Regions from separate parts of the Anser cygnoides genome. Here region 1 is linked to region 2. A link is a contact called in public Hi-C data. All regions are on one chromosome and are shown on one strand. Each heading gives the region's core, a stretch centred on a gene start, on an enhancer-like site or on the middle of the called end of the contact. The rest is flanking DNA. Distances are from core to core; before and after follow the strand shown. Region 1 has its middle 32 kb from the start of TOB1. Region 2 holds the start of LOC106034613 (ankyrin repeat domain-containing protein 40-like).

Region 1 (6,744 bases), core at 3,685-6,184, 77 kb before region 2:
TAGGGAGGGATGAGTCTTTGGAAAGTCACCGGTGTTTCTGTAGTGGAACTGAAGCCATCAGGGTATTCCGAAAGCTGGTAGCGGGTTTCTGATCGATGACCCAACCGGGCGTTGGTTGTAAGTGCTGCCTCTGGCCATTTGTGATCACCTCCAGGTGCCTGGGTCAGGGTGAGGGGAAGCTTTTCCATAAGCCCAAGGAGAAGTCACTTCCAAGTTCGATGCCGCAGAGCAAGGCACATGCTGTGCTTGGTGCTCTGTGAAGGGCCGTGTGTGGTCTCGCCGGTCCTCTCGTGGCTGCTGCTGGTGCCAGAGTCCCCGAGCCTGACCTGGCCGCATGGCCAAAGCCTTGCCACGTCCCGCAGCCTGTGCCTCGAGCTCCTATTTCTGCAGAAGGGGAGCTTTCCTTCGATCTTCCCTCTGCCATGCCATCCAGGAAAACAAAAAGGCGCTGCTAACATCTGCTCTCTTCTCCTCCTACATGCAGGCTCTTTCTCGGCTCCCCATTAAACCCCTTCCCACACATAGGCGTAGGCAGCCTTATGCGCATACATCTCGGCGTACAATTTCTCCCATCTCTTGGGAGCAACATTTGCAATGGTGCCTGGTGCGGGTTTATTTCTGTTCTTCGCCACGGCTTTGGTTAACGGGCTTCTCGGGCTTGAGCTGCTCCTACTCCTCTGGCGATCGGACCACGTACCGAGCAGTGGCAGGGCTGACATGGAAGATTGTGGAGATGCTGAGAGTGGGTGGAAATGGATGAGGCAACGTATGTAGACGCTGCACATTGCTAAGCTACGCTCAGGTGCATTTACTTCTTCCAAGAGGAGTTACTAAGGAAACAGGGAGCTGATTTCTGAAAAAAAACAGACGGTTCTAATGAGCAACAAAAGCTATGCTTGTCCTTCAACTTCTGCGGAACGGGGCCTGTTCTTTGGTCTCCAGTCACTGAGACGTGGCTGGCTGGGGGCTCTGCCATGGCACTCTGGCCCTGGTCCTGTCCCTGGGGCCCCCAGCCGCGGCAGCGTGCCAAGCACTTCCCATAAAACGTACGAGCTCTGAGTCACTCCTCCTCCTGGCAAATGAAACAGGAGAATCCATCTGGGCTCGTTCCATCCTTAAAAACTTGCCATGTTTTGCAATCTGCACATTTTTTTTCCCTGATTGGAACGGCTTTGCTTTTCCTGAAGCTGGCATGGCTTTTTTGTTGCAACAAGAAAAATCCCCATCAAAATAAATTTTGCGGAAAAGTTGAATCCGAGAGGTTCAAAGCCAAACAGTGCCAAGCTGGTGCACCGAGAAGCTTTGCAGAAAGGGGCTCTGCTCCCTCCTGCAGCCCTGACCCGGCCTTGCTTCCCGCTGGGGCTTTGGCATCCCTGGGGGCTGGGGTGCAGGCATCACGGGTCTCCTGAGAGGCTCGGGGCACCTTTGCGGTGCAGAGGCTTTTGTTGTCCATGTAAGATCTGAGGGAAGCCAACCTGCAGCCCACCAGGCACTTGGCTGTTAATGGAAATGAGTGATTTACTCTTTCAGGAACAGCGATTATCCTAGGAAACATAGCAAGGTGATTAACTGCACCACCAGGCACTAATAGTTGTGTTGAGAGAACCTCATCGTAACATCCCAACAGAAAGGGTTTTAAGGTAGTGTTACTCTGGAGAGAAAAATCCGTTTTCCAGATAGAGAGATCCAAATACCTAGAACAATTCAGAAAATGCTGTAAAAGAAACATGAATAGCAGCAACATTGTTAAGAAAGAACACTTTGAAAGGAATTATAATCCCCAACCACAGTTCTCCAGTATAGAAGCAAAGAAAAAGAATTTTTTGGGGGGAAAAAAATCCATATTTCCTGAATAGTGTGTTTAGTTTGGTGGGATGTGACATAATTGTGTATTTTCCCACCATTCAGAAAGTATAATTCCCCAAGTTATCACAAGGAACACTTGCTCATTAAAACAAAAAATCGGAGCTCGCTAACTCGGTGCATTTTGCAGCGTGATTAACGTGCTGGCTTCCACAGTATTTAATTCAAACAAAGGAAAAGTTCAAAGAGAATGGTTCAGTTTATCTAAGTGTATAATTTTTTTCCTGTGAACACAGAAAAACACAAATAACAGTTTCTGTTGCTTTTGATAGACCCAGAGTGCTACCAGATTACAGCCAAATGAACCTAAAGACGTAAACTTTTTTCAGACTTCAGACTTTGCTATCAAGCAATTAAAAAACAAACAAAAACAACAACAAAAGGTGTTGAAAATTAATTCCAGAAGAAAGGAAAGGAAAAGTTTGTTATGTATGGGATTTTTTTCCATTTTATCTATTCTTGATAAGTCCTGTTAGAGCAGGAAGGGGCAGGTGGGTTTCTGGGCTGCCCCTGCCTGCAGGTCTGCGCTGTAACTGGTGACCGGGGGGGTCAGCGCCTTTTCTATGGAAATAGCAGATTTCGCCTGGGCACTGCCCATCGGGTTTGGCTCTGGAGGCCTGATCCAGTCTGTGGAAAGTCCCCGGAGCAGCTGCAGCTCAGCTGGTGCCCGCAGGGGAGCAAAGTGTCCCTTGTAGCTCCCCGTGGAGCTGTATCGCTGCAGCTCTGTGCTGGGCGAGGCAGGTGGGCTCAGAGGGGTGGGGGGCGCAGAGGGAGAAGTAAAGGGAAGCTTTTTGATGGGAAGGTTCACAGCTTTCTTCGGTGTCCTACATAGTGCTTTATTTTTTTTCAGGAGTGTTTTCAAATTACCTGAAATATTGTCACGCAGTGTTTCCAGCAGTCACAGTCTGACCTGGAATATCATTATTTTAGAGGAAAATAGGAGAATGAAATGGAAAAAAAAATAAGAATGAAAAATACCCAGAGTAAGGTTTGTATTAAATAGTGATTTGGGTTGTCTTCTTGTTTGTTTGATGTCATGTTACTATTTTAAAACCATAATGGCTTAGACAGTGAGCATGGTCACGGACTCCAGTTTAGATCCTGCATTATTTTTGGGGGTGGAAGCCGCCGTCCTTCCCGGGGAGCCCCAGGCGATCGCGGCTCTCTGGGCGGGCAGCGACAACTGCAGGAGCGCTCCGCTGGCAGCCGCCTTGGCAAAGCCCTGCTGCATCAGCCCGGGGTCACGGGGTGGTCAGGGCGAGCGAGGGAGGAAAATACTTTAGGGGTGAGCTGGGATTCCCTCCGAGGTCCCAAACAGCACTGGCGGTCTCGCTATTTAAGACGGCTTTGAAGCTGCAAGAGCAAACGCTGCGGGTTCGTACCTCGATGGCCGCTCGGTGTCCAGCAGCTCCTCAGCGTTACCATGGCTGGAGGCTGTGCAGGTGCTCAGAGCCCCGCGAGGAAGGGCTTGTGCCCGAGGCACGAGGAAGGGCTTGTGCCCGAGGCACGAGGAAGGGTTTGTGCCCAAAGCACAAGCAGAGCGTGCGCAGGGGCAGTAAATGCGGGCATGGCTGCAGCACCACCCAGCTTCGGGCTGAGCCCGGCGGTGACTCAGGGCTGCCAAACAGCCCGGTTCTGAAACCTGCGTGTCCAAATCAGTGCCCGGCAACCCCAGTTTCGCCCGGCGCTTTTGTTCCTGAAATAGGCAGATTGCTAAAGCCCTGACTAGAAGGAAACATCAACTGAAACGTACAGTGTGCACAGCCTTCAATTAAAATATAGATATATTATTCCCTCAGTGAGGAATTATTGCTTGAATGAGGAGTTCAAATAAGGGAAGAGAATTTCTGCCCCTTTTCCTTAAACTATTAAAAGGCCTATCTGTCTTTCCAATTTAATGTCCCTGGGCATTGGCAGTGTCGCGAGAAACATTTCAGAACCGAAGCGAAGCTGTAATCCCTCAAGAGTTGGCAGGGAGCTTTTTTCTTTTTTTGGATATTTCGCTTTTCCATTTACCCAGAAGTTTATTGCCTAGCATTTGCTCATTGGATTTGGATGCTGCAGGGAAGGCAGCCAGTGGATTACCGGGGACCTTTTTAAGCCCGCACCCTGTACAGAAAGAGTTACCGAGCTGCTGGTGTTGTATCCCAAAATAAGCAGGGCTGTCTCGAGCCAGCACGTTTCTCAAAAGCTTTCCCATGAGATACCCCTGTGTCTTCAAAATGGGATTTTCCTGCAGTGGCGAACATGAAAATGTACTCGAGTGTTTTGCTCAGCTATTAGCAGAGCTGACGAGTGCCGCGAGGAAGTAAATAACACCAGATACCGCGGGTGTGCGAGTCCCTGGCAGCGCGGGGCTCTGCTTGCTCGCCTTCTCCAAACCCTTGCTCTGCCAGGAATGTCTGTGGGAGCTGGGGGTTTTACAGCCAGCTCTGGGGAACGCTGGCACTGAGCAAATCTCAAAGTTCACGTTTCCCCACTCATCTGTGTGAAAAAACATCCGTGGGTTTATGTCGCTCCGGTGAAGGGACAGAAATGCGCTGTGCAGTTCAGAGATATCAAACATAGCTTTTTTTTTTTTTTTTAAGCCTTTAAATATTTACAACAAATTGCTTGGGAAGGAATCATACACTGTTCATCTTCATTGTTAATCCAATAAAATTTTGAAATCAAATTTTGCGAAAAACCCTGCTAGTAAACACTTTATGGCGAGTTTAAAAAAAAAAAAAAACTCCAAAAAAAACAACAGAAGACCAGCTGTGCTAGCACTTGAGATTTATTTGGGCAATTACAGCTAATAGGAAATGCAAGTCTCCTAAAGAAATTACATTTTCCTCTCGAGCTGTTGAGGAACGCTGCACGGGGTGCGGATGACGGTATGGCAGTGGGTGTGCTGGGGCAGGTGTTGGGACGCAGCTTGTTTTCCTGGATGCCCTTTCCCTCCACGTGTCCTCGCCGTGTGTCCGTCCCCTCCCTGGCCCCACATTTGGATCTTTGGCCAGGCAGGAGCCGCTCCGGGCCCTCCTGAGCGCCTGGGGCTCAGACGAGCGCTGGAGCAGCCACGTCTCCCTTTGTTTCAGGTCACTGAGTTTTTGCGTCCAAGCTGCGAATCAGCCCCGGCGTATCTGAAACGCTGCCAGCCTGGCCGGAGATTTGAAAGTCTGAGGAACCAGGAAATCTCCTGATGAAAGCCTGGGGAGGGGGAGAGGACACTATATGTGCTGTGCGTGATGTGTGCGTTTTATCCCTGGGTTAGTTCTCAAAAAAAGCTTTTTTTTTTTTTTTAATGGATTTGCAAAGCACAGCTCCATTTTATGCAGACTCCGTCTAAATCTGACTACTTTGTGCTAAGGTGTTGGGAAGGCACTAACCCCATTTATCAAATCTTTTCCACGCTGGCTGACCCCACCGGTGCCCATCTCACAGCAAAGCACACCAAAGACCCCCACTTTGCTGCCCCATGGTGGCTTTTGGGGTGCTGGTTCACCATGGGAGGATCACCGTCACCCCACATTGGGGTGGGAGCCCTAAAACACGGGGCTGCTCCCCTGGGGAGGAGGTGCAAGCAGGACAAGCTTGGTTTTGCTGGGGCTGAGAAGCGAAGGTCATGGAGTAACTGGATCTGGCGTTATTTATAAGCGGGGCGCTCGCCGCTGAGAGCAGCAACATTTGATCGGGGCCTCTCCTGCGTCGTGCGGGCTGGCCTCAAGTGTGTTAGCCTCCTGTGTGCTGCCTCCCCTTCTGGGAGGGCTGAAGGGCGAAGGACATGGGTGTGAGGCTGAGCCCACCCCACCTCCCGGCAGGGTTTGTGGCACGGGGTGCAGAGCAGCCGTCATGGATCAGGTCCCTGGGGCTGGAGCATCTTTCATCTACGTGCAAACGCTGAGCTAGCGTAAGCTGGAGTTCCTTTTTAAGGCTTGCTGCCGGTTTGTGCAGTTTAATGATTTCCCCAGGTTGCTTATTTATTTATTTCAGTTCTCCAAAGGCTCCCGGCTCTTTAACTTTTTATTTTGATGGTATTTTCTGAGTATGTGGTCAAATGAAATGTCCGTGAAAAATGCATTGCTTAAGAGGATGGGGGGCTGAGTAGCGCTCGGGCCCCAGTTCAGCAAGAAGTGTAAGCACTTGGTTACCTTCCCTCTAACTTCACCAGCTCGTTAGGTGCCCACCTGGAGCGAGGTGTGTCCTCAAGTCCACCTCTGCCCAGCAAAGCATTTCAATTTGCTTAGCTTTAACCACGGAGATGAGAGATTTTTTAGCATATGCTTCGCTGCTCCCCAGAACTGGAAGCGGACCAGCTCTGGCGGATGATTACCCTCTTGCCTTTCTAGCACTGCTGGAGCTGTCCTGCTGCTAAAAACATTACCAGCAATAGGATATTTTAAGGAATCTTTGTAAAGTGAAAGCAGCTCGTCTCCTGGTAGCACAGGCTGTCCCACAGCATCCTCCCCGGTTTGGGGCTGCAGGGACAGTTTCCAGGGCAGCGAAGGGAGCGATGATTTTCAAGTGAGTGATGCTTTGTGGTTGCACCGAGTGTCGCTTGCGCTATATTTAGCTGTTGTTGCACACGCAGAGTGCAGGTCCCCAAAGCCTGTGGGTGTTGCTGAAACACAGATAATAAATGGCTCGTGTGATTCGAGTGGAGCCACTTTGCTGAGTATGTCTGAGCCACACAAGCCGCTGTTCCTTTTGCTGCATGGGTCTTGTGGTGGCAATTTCTGAAATACGGTGGCAATTTTTAAAATACCCTTTCTGTTTTAAGGTTTCAAGCGTGCCTGTCAGTTGTGTGTTTAAGACTAGGCATTGTTGGAGGGAAAATTCACTCTGAATGCTTCTTGGGAAAAGGTTGGCAGCTGATCAAAATAGGCAGCAGAAATGGTC
Region 2 (7,471 bases), core at 1,902-4,401:
AAATTATTGGGTTCCAGGCTCGTTACCTTTGGCTGCTTTGACAGTAGGTGGGACACAACAGGCTTCTCCAGAGGACGATCTGTGTGTGCTATTCTTAGATGCTTACCCAAGGATGAGATGAAGCAGTCTCTGGGGTGCATGTGTCTTCCCTCTGGCACACAGCGAGCACTGGATGAGGCAGACTCAGACCTGACAACACGGGGCTTTGAATTTAACCTAGTTCTCCCCCAGTCCCTCACACAGGTACTTCCATGGGGCCAACAAAATAAACCACTATAACACAAACTGCTTCTCCTGTGTGACTTTGACTTCTTCTGTGCCCCTCTCCGCCGCATTCAGACACTCAGTAAAAGGCCCAAAGTGAGCTCGGTAAGTTAGCTTAGAGCTAGGCAAATATTGGGCTTGACTTTTAATTTATTACATCTTCATTCTCCACCAGTCCTGCCATCTGCCTGAGCCTTAGTGCTATAAAGCTTTAAATCTGTGTGTGTATGCCTGTTCTTGAAGTACAATGTTCAAGTTTTCTGGCTATCCCTAAATCTTTTTTCTAGTACACTTATGTGAGTACAGGTTGGTTAAAATTGTCAGAAACATTTTTCTGGTGGGTTGGGTGGGGACTGAGTGCTTCAAATGCAACTGTACAGCTCTATCTATCAACTGTAACTGGGAATTAAACCTTTAAAAAGATGTTTAATAATAACCTTAAATGACTGAGAAGTCAGTTAAAGGAGCTGGGGAATTAAACCTGAAATGCAAAGGGAGTGAAAAACTTTTCAAACCTTAAAACAAAAAGAGGGGCACAGGCCTAACGGACAGACCGTGGTTTCTCCAAAAAAGGAGAAAAGAACCAATACAGAAGTTCGGTCCCAGAAGCCTGCAAAAAGGCAGATATTAAAACTAAGCCAATAGAATCTGGAAAGCTTGTTCCAAGGACAAAGAATGGCCCGACTCTACACAGACACGTCCCTTGTGGTTACTCCAAGCAGCAGCAGGATGTCAAAGCATGGGACAACGAGTGCTGCTCGGCGCTGCCTTACAAGTTCCAGTGTTGCCATTGTCGCCCACAGTCTGCACGGACTTCAACCACGGCTGGTGGATACGGATGCCCCTTGGGTGGTGAATGCACAGGGAGTGCTGAGCACCTTTAAATCACAGACAAAAACCCAAATATCACTTGTTTGGGCCCCCCACGCACACTCTTGCTGTGGCTCAGAGCAGTAGCTCAGCGTTTCTGCTGAAGGCCAAGGACTTTAAGAAGCACATTTAGGAGGCACACTGACTGCTAGCTTTTGGGCTGGCAGCACAGCACAGGGTGCAGATCCCAGCAGCATCCAAAGGAGATGGCCAGCACCCTGCAGCCCGCACAGGCCCTGCTGCCCACACTACGGAAATACATGTACAGGTGTGAATGGGGGCTTGCCAGGCATGGGCACAAAAACGACTGCCATATGGTAATGGGGAGGGAAGGAACAAGGAAAGAGCATGCTCTTGGCTTTTCTTGTTTCTGGTATGTGCATGCTAGTGCCAATAAATGGGGTAACGCATGCGAGTTTGGGCTGAGGCTCCAGGGCGCAAGGCACAGACAGGACGGGCAATGGCGGCTGGAGTCAAGCACACTTGCTGCTAATCCTCTCCGCACAGTCTTTCTTGCGAGAGGAAATCTTATGACTCCAGGGAGAAGTACATTGTGTAACTAAGCAGTGGTGAACCCGAGCTGCATTTAACAGGGCTTGGCACAAACACTAGAGAGTAGGATACTCATCCCCAGAGAGCGTGAGAGAGCCTGTCCCCGTGCATCGCCTTCGAGTCCTTAAAAGCCCTGGCAGTGGCCTTGGGAGAGGAGCTCAAGCAAAAAGAAAAGCCCCATAACCCTAAATAAATCCGCTCATTGAGCAGGGCTTCCCTTCCCTTGTTACAACATTGCATAACGCCCCTTTGCACTGTGCAGAGTTTTGAAATCTGCAGGATCAAAGCTGTATGGAGACACTATGGATGTGCTGGGGAAAATTTAAAGGCGTTTTACAACCGTAGCAAGAAGTGCAAAGCTACGCTTCGGGCCCTTCTTGCTGTTCCGCTATGACACCTAGTGGCACAGAGCAGTTTTACCCGTGGCCTAGGGTGTATGTTTATTTTTCTAGGCCTCATCTTGCTCTCTTTGCTTGAATAGATTTTCCCCGTTGGTCTGAGAGAGGTCATGCACCACTTTGGAAGAGGCCCACAGGCTATTTTGCCCCTTTATCCTATTGGATTTTTTTTCCAGGTTTAATAAGTTGGGATTGCTTAAAGCTGTCGTGGTGTGGTAGAGAGTATTCTTGCTTCCTATAAGATCGGCCACTTCTTCACATTTGTGTGTGCTATGTTTGATTTTTACAGCTGCATGCCATGGGTGCTAAAGACAGGCAAATGTGATCATGGGTGCTGACCTGGGTTGAGAAGTGGGATCATTTAAGACAGCTTTTATTGAAAAAGGAAATGAGTTTAACAACAACAACAACAAAAAAGATCTAGGTGACAAGAGTGTCCAGGTGAAGGCTGGACTCCAGGTCCCTGAGGTCCGTATTTGCAGTTGTCACTAAACATTAACAGAAGAGGATAAGTCTTGTTTGCAAGCCATTCTCTAAGCCAAACTGTTCATGCAGTTGGTTGTGTCTTTCTGTACGAGCCGAGCAAAATTTTTGCTAAGCCTGTTGCAGTCTGTTGCATGAGATCAAAGGCATGTGATCTGGTTTAAAGCAAATGCCTCTGAGTCACGGTGCGACCTTTGTCGTGCTATTTAAAAACGTCGCCTTTGCTGCTGCACACTCCAGCTGCGTTCATGGGGGCTGTTTGCAGGGACGCCGAGCACTCATGTACCCCACAGCCTTGGCTGAGGAGGGACCCCAAAATGGTGTTCACGTAGAGAAGTAGAAAGGTGTACACTCAGCAGGCCTCAGCCTCTCCCAACTGATTAAAGTGAAGAAGATTGCTCCTCTGCTTCTGTGTTTTGAAGCTTCGTTTATGGTGATAAGCGCTTGGGAACAGTTTGGGTGGTAAATGCTGCAGGCACACTCTCTGTGTTGTTGCAACTATCACAGCAGGAACACGGCTGTCCAATGTGTCTGCAACACAAGTCCTAAATTAAGTGGTGGGTTAAAAATAATGTGACTAATAAGTGCTGAAAAAAGAGAGGCAATGGAATAAAAAAAAAATCGTCTTAGTGCAAATTTCTCATTGGTGGCAGACACTGATGCCAAAATAGAAACCCTGAAATTGACGAATGCCCCAGCCCACGCTGCAGTGATTTAATTAGTGATTTAATTGTGCCCAGAGGCACCCGGGCTGGGAATTATCAGGGGGCGCCCACAGGAAGCGCGGGGCTGTGCTCTCCACCGGGGGCTTCTGAGCCCGAGCCCCAGCCCCAGCCCCATGGCTGCAGGGCAGGCACAAGGCCGGAGAACCGGCGCAGGCAGCGCGGTGTTTCCACCCCACCGGGGCCGCTGCGTTCCTCCGTTCCCTTCCGAGCCGAACAAGCGGGGCGAGAACCGTGAGGAAAGGCAACGGGAGCCCGGCCCCGGGCAGCCGCCGCCGCCCGCTGCCCCTGGGCACAAGATGGCGGCGGCCGTGAGGGAGCTCGCGGCGGCGGAGGGCCGGGGGCGCTTTGGGGGCCCGGCGGCGCGGCGCTGAGGAGGCCGCCCGGGCCTCCGTCCCCTCCGCGCCTTGTGCCGGGCTCCCGGGGCCCCGCGGCGGGCAGCGAGGGCCGGGGATCCGTGTACCGGCCCCGTGCCCCCGGGATGTCGGTGATGAGCAGCGCCTTGGAGGAGCGGGAGCTGCAGGAGCGGCTGCGGGAGGCGGCGGCGCTGGGGGACGCCGAGGAGGTGCGGAGGCTGCTGGGGCTCGGCGTGGACCCCAACTCCCAGAACGAAGTCAACGGCTGGTGAGGGGCGGCGGGGCGCGGGGTGCGGGCGGGCGGCGCTGGGGGCTGTGGGGGGACCCGGCTCCCCGGGCGGGGAGGGAGGCGGCCGCGGCTCGGCAGCCCTCGGCCCCGCGGTGGGGAGGCCGGTGCTGCCCTTGCCTCGGGCAGGGCTTTTGGACAACGTCGGCCCCAGGGTTTCCGACGTAAATCTGGGCACCCTGAGTTTAATGTCGCTTCACCCAGTCATCGCTGCTTCGAGGACGCAGCACGTTAGTTTTGTGGTTTACTGAAAAAGAAATGCTAACCTCAGAAGGCTTTGGGGTTTACTGCTAAAGAGGATCGTAATGAAGGGAGCCTGTCCTCTTTCCACCTGTCACCACCTGTTTGTGCTGGGACCTCTCCTTAGGCTTCACCAGCACGGCTCACAATGGAATGGGCCTTGCCCTAGAGAACTTGGAACACAATTGTTAACTTCAAAGATAAAACGTGATGTAATGAAGGAAATTTTATTCCCAGGTGTTCTGCGTGCAACCCAGGTGAATCGTTGACTGGCGGCGAGGAGGATTTGGGGTATATCTGAGAGCACAACCCCTCTGTTTCCTTCCCCACAGGACGTGCCTACACTGGGCCTGCAAGCGGAACCATGCCCAGGTGGTGGCTTGTCTGCTGGCTGCCGGTGCGGACAAGCAGATCCTCACGGCCACCGGAGAGCTGGCTGCACAGTTAACTTCGAAACCAGACATTCGGAAGATTTTGGGAGGTACTGTTCCTATCTTAAAAGCACTCTAGAATTTGTGGTCTTTTTATGCTTTTACCCGGATCAGTAGACTGGCAAAACTTTGGGTAGGACTATTGTATCTAATTAGATAGCTCCTGGGGAATAGACATGTATCACGTAACTTCTCCTAAATGGTTTTTAGTCTGTAAGTGCAGCTTTCTGAACTGCTTTGACATTAGTATGTGTCTTGTAATCCTCACTCACACAAGAATTAAATTTACTGCAGAAATTTGAAGCAAGAGAAAAGAAGGCTTGGATATTGTATCACATATTCAGTTACCTGAAGAAGTATTTGGTTTAATATGCTGGCATGGGTCATAACAAACCATTTGCAGCAGTATTATTAAAAGCATTGCAAAATTAGATTTAGCAAAGAACTATGGGCCCTTTCCTTCGAAAACACTAGAATAACACTGCTAGAAATGACATTTTCCAATGGTTATTTGTAAAAATCTGTATTTTTTTTTCTTTTCTTTCATTTCATAGCTACTTGCCTTCCAGGTGTTATGTGCTTATGAGAAACCAGTATTATCCTTGTGTTTACCTCAGAATGCGATGTAGTTTTAAGAAACAACAGGAAAACTGACTATTCAAAATGAGAAAGATGCATCCAATAACTTGGTGGCTTTTTTCTCTCTCATCCCCTACCCCCACATTTTTGAATTTCATTAATAGAGGAAGAAAATGAATGTCAAGGAGCGAAAGATTTAAATTTGCCAGTTGTTGCAAACTATTTGGCCAACCCACCATTCCCTTATGTCTATACTGAAGCAAGCATTCCAGACAGCTTGGCAGAATCCCTGAATGAAAGTGCTTCCATCTCTTCCGCTTCCCAGAGTGAAACTAGTCCTTGTTCATCAGCAACTCAGGTTGAAAGCATATGCACACCTACATCATGTAACAGCAACGATGATTTTCCTGCGCCAGATGCTGCGGAACAGCTGCCCAGCCCGTCAGCACCTACCACAGCACCAACATGCGTAACGCCCGAAATACAGAACGGCCCCGTTTGTCAGCCACCCTTGTCTCACAGCAGAGGTTTGTTTTCCTCTGTAGCATCAAACGAGGCTGTACCTCAGCAAACCGACAGTTCGCCTACTGGTCCTGCACCAACGTTTCAGCCCTTTTTCTTTACTGGAACTTTCCCGTATAACATGCAAGGTAATGAAGTGCAATTTTCATCCTTCTATTATGCTCCGTTCCATGTTTTTGGTATCAGTGGAGGTAAGGATTCATTCCACATTCAGAATAACGTTGAACAGAGATAGAGATGTTAAGCTCTTTGACCAAAAATACACAGTGATACATTGATTTTTTTTTTTCTTCATTCCAAAGTAAAAATAACTGTTGTATTTTATCTTAAAAACAGTAATAGTTTCCAAACTTTGTTTTCCACCCATGGAAAGATCAGTGGTTGTGACTGAGCAACAGAAAATCTCCCATTTTGCAAAATACCATATAGCATAAAATGCATCACAGGTAGTTTGGTAGCAGCTTGATTTTGTGACTGGATGGGTCAGATTTTTAGCATTGTAAACATGTTTCCCAAATGTATTTCTGCTCTCTTAACCACTAGTTGCTGGTGAAATGAAGGCATGGTATTTCTTCATGAGGGAATAGACATTGTATTATAAAACCTGAGCTCAAAAGATAATCCTAATACTTTAGTGTTAGGGGTCTTGTTTGGTTGGTTGTTTTTTTAGGGGATTTTTTTTTATTTTCAATCAGAACTTGTACTTAAGGTGAGAGTCCAGAATCTCAGAGACAACGACTTCATTGAAATTGAGCTAGACAGACAAGAACTGACTTATCAAGATCTGCTCAGAGTGAGTTGCTGTGAATTGGGTGTAAATCCTGAACAAGTAGAGAAGATAAGAAAATTACCTAATACACTGGTAAGAAAGGTAAGAATTGAAATCAGATTAATTTGACTCTGCACTGTACAGACATCAGAGAAGTTATTTCTGTAAAAAGATCAGCAAAACACGGCATTGTGTTGAAAACTCATTTAAGCTCACAAATTCAAAAGGATATTGGACTTGCCTTGTAACTTCATCATAACTTGCTTAAAACATTCTTGTCAAAATAGATTATTTCAACTCCTAATGCGTATGGAACAATTAGATCAACTTTTTTTTTAATGCATCAGAAACAGTGCATTAGTATGCTTTTAGCATAATTGCTGTGTATTGCTTCAGCATTTGCTTGTCTTGAGAACAAATAACAAGGGGAAGAAATGCCACAAATTGCTACGTGTGTAGCTTTAAAGATACGCTATTAACAAATGAACATACTCTTATGGTCCAAAAATACCTATATTAGAGTTTTGTAAATGAAATGTGTTTGGTCACAACTCTTAGTTAAGTGACGTGCATAAACAGTCAAATCATCATGATGTTCAAGGCAACAAAACCGTGCTTTGAAAGAGTGTACACTGGTAGGAAGTTTTTATCTTTATTTATTCCTATAATTGGGTATGTACTCCCTAAACTTTAATTTTTGCTTTCTTTAGCTATTATAAATATTTACAAAGTAAGACCAGATACGTTCGATATGTTCAGAAGTTGTTGTTCTGTCTATTTAAAAGGACAAGGACGTGGCCAGACTTCAGGACTTCCAAGAGCTGGAGTTAGTTCTTCTGAAAAGTGACAACTCTCCCTTCAGAAATGCTGCATCGACCTTGACTGAGAGACCATGCTACAACAGTAGAGCATCAAAGCTGACTTATTGACTCTTCTAGATGCACTCTAGAATACAAAAACCCGGTAATTATATGCTGCTGCCTTTTGAAGGCAGTGAAT

Evidence for each region. Hi-C and Micro-C count contacts between places; a contact is called where the count stands out from the background.
Region 1: a Hi-C map of liver shows a contact between it and region 2, with 6 times the contacts expected there. The contact joins the enhancer-like site here to the promoter of LOC106034613 in region 2. A contact is called at or near these places in 2 of 7 Hi-C or Micro-C datasets (both in liver).

The regions. Positions count from the first base shown.
Region 1 is chr19:6,716,446-6,723,189 of Taihu_goose_T2T_genome, reverse strand. No RefSeq gene overlaps it. Among named protein-coding and RNA genes, the nearest start is that of TOB1, 32 kb to the right of the region's middle. Within about 2 kb of position 4,934, at least 2 of the 3 cell types and tissues checked have open chromatin away from gene starts, as enhancers often do. A contact at or near this core is called in liver, where this site is marked.
Region 2 is chr19:6,637,121-6,644,591 of Taihu_goose_T2T_genome, reverse strand. It overlaps LOC106034613 (ankyrin repeat domain-containing protein 40-like), which reads left to right and starts at 3,151. Exons shown (of 5, transcript XM_048064385.2): 1 at 3,151-3,913; 2 at 4,504-4,652; 3 at 5,346-5,831; 4 at 6,399-6,574; 5 at 7,258-7,471. The coding sequence starts at 3,771. The coding sequence ends at 7,401.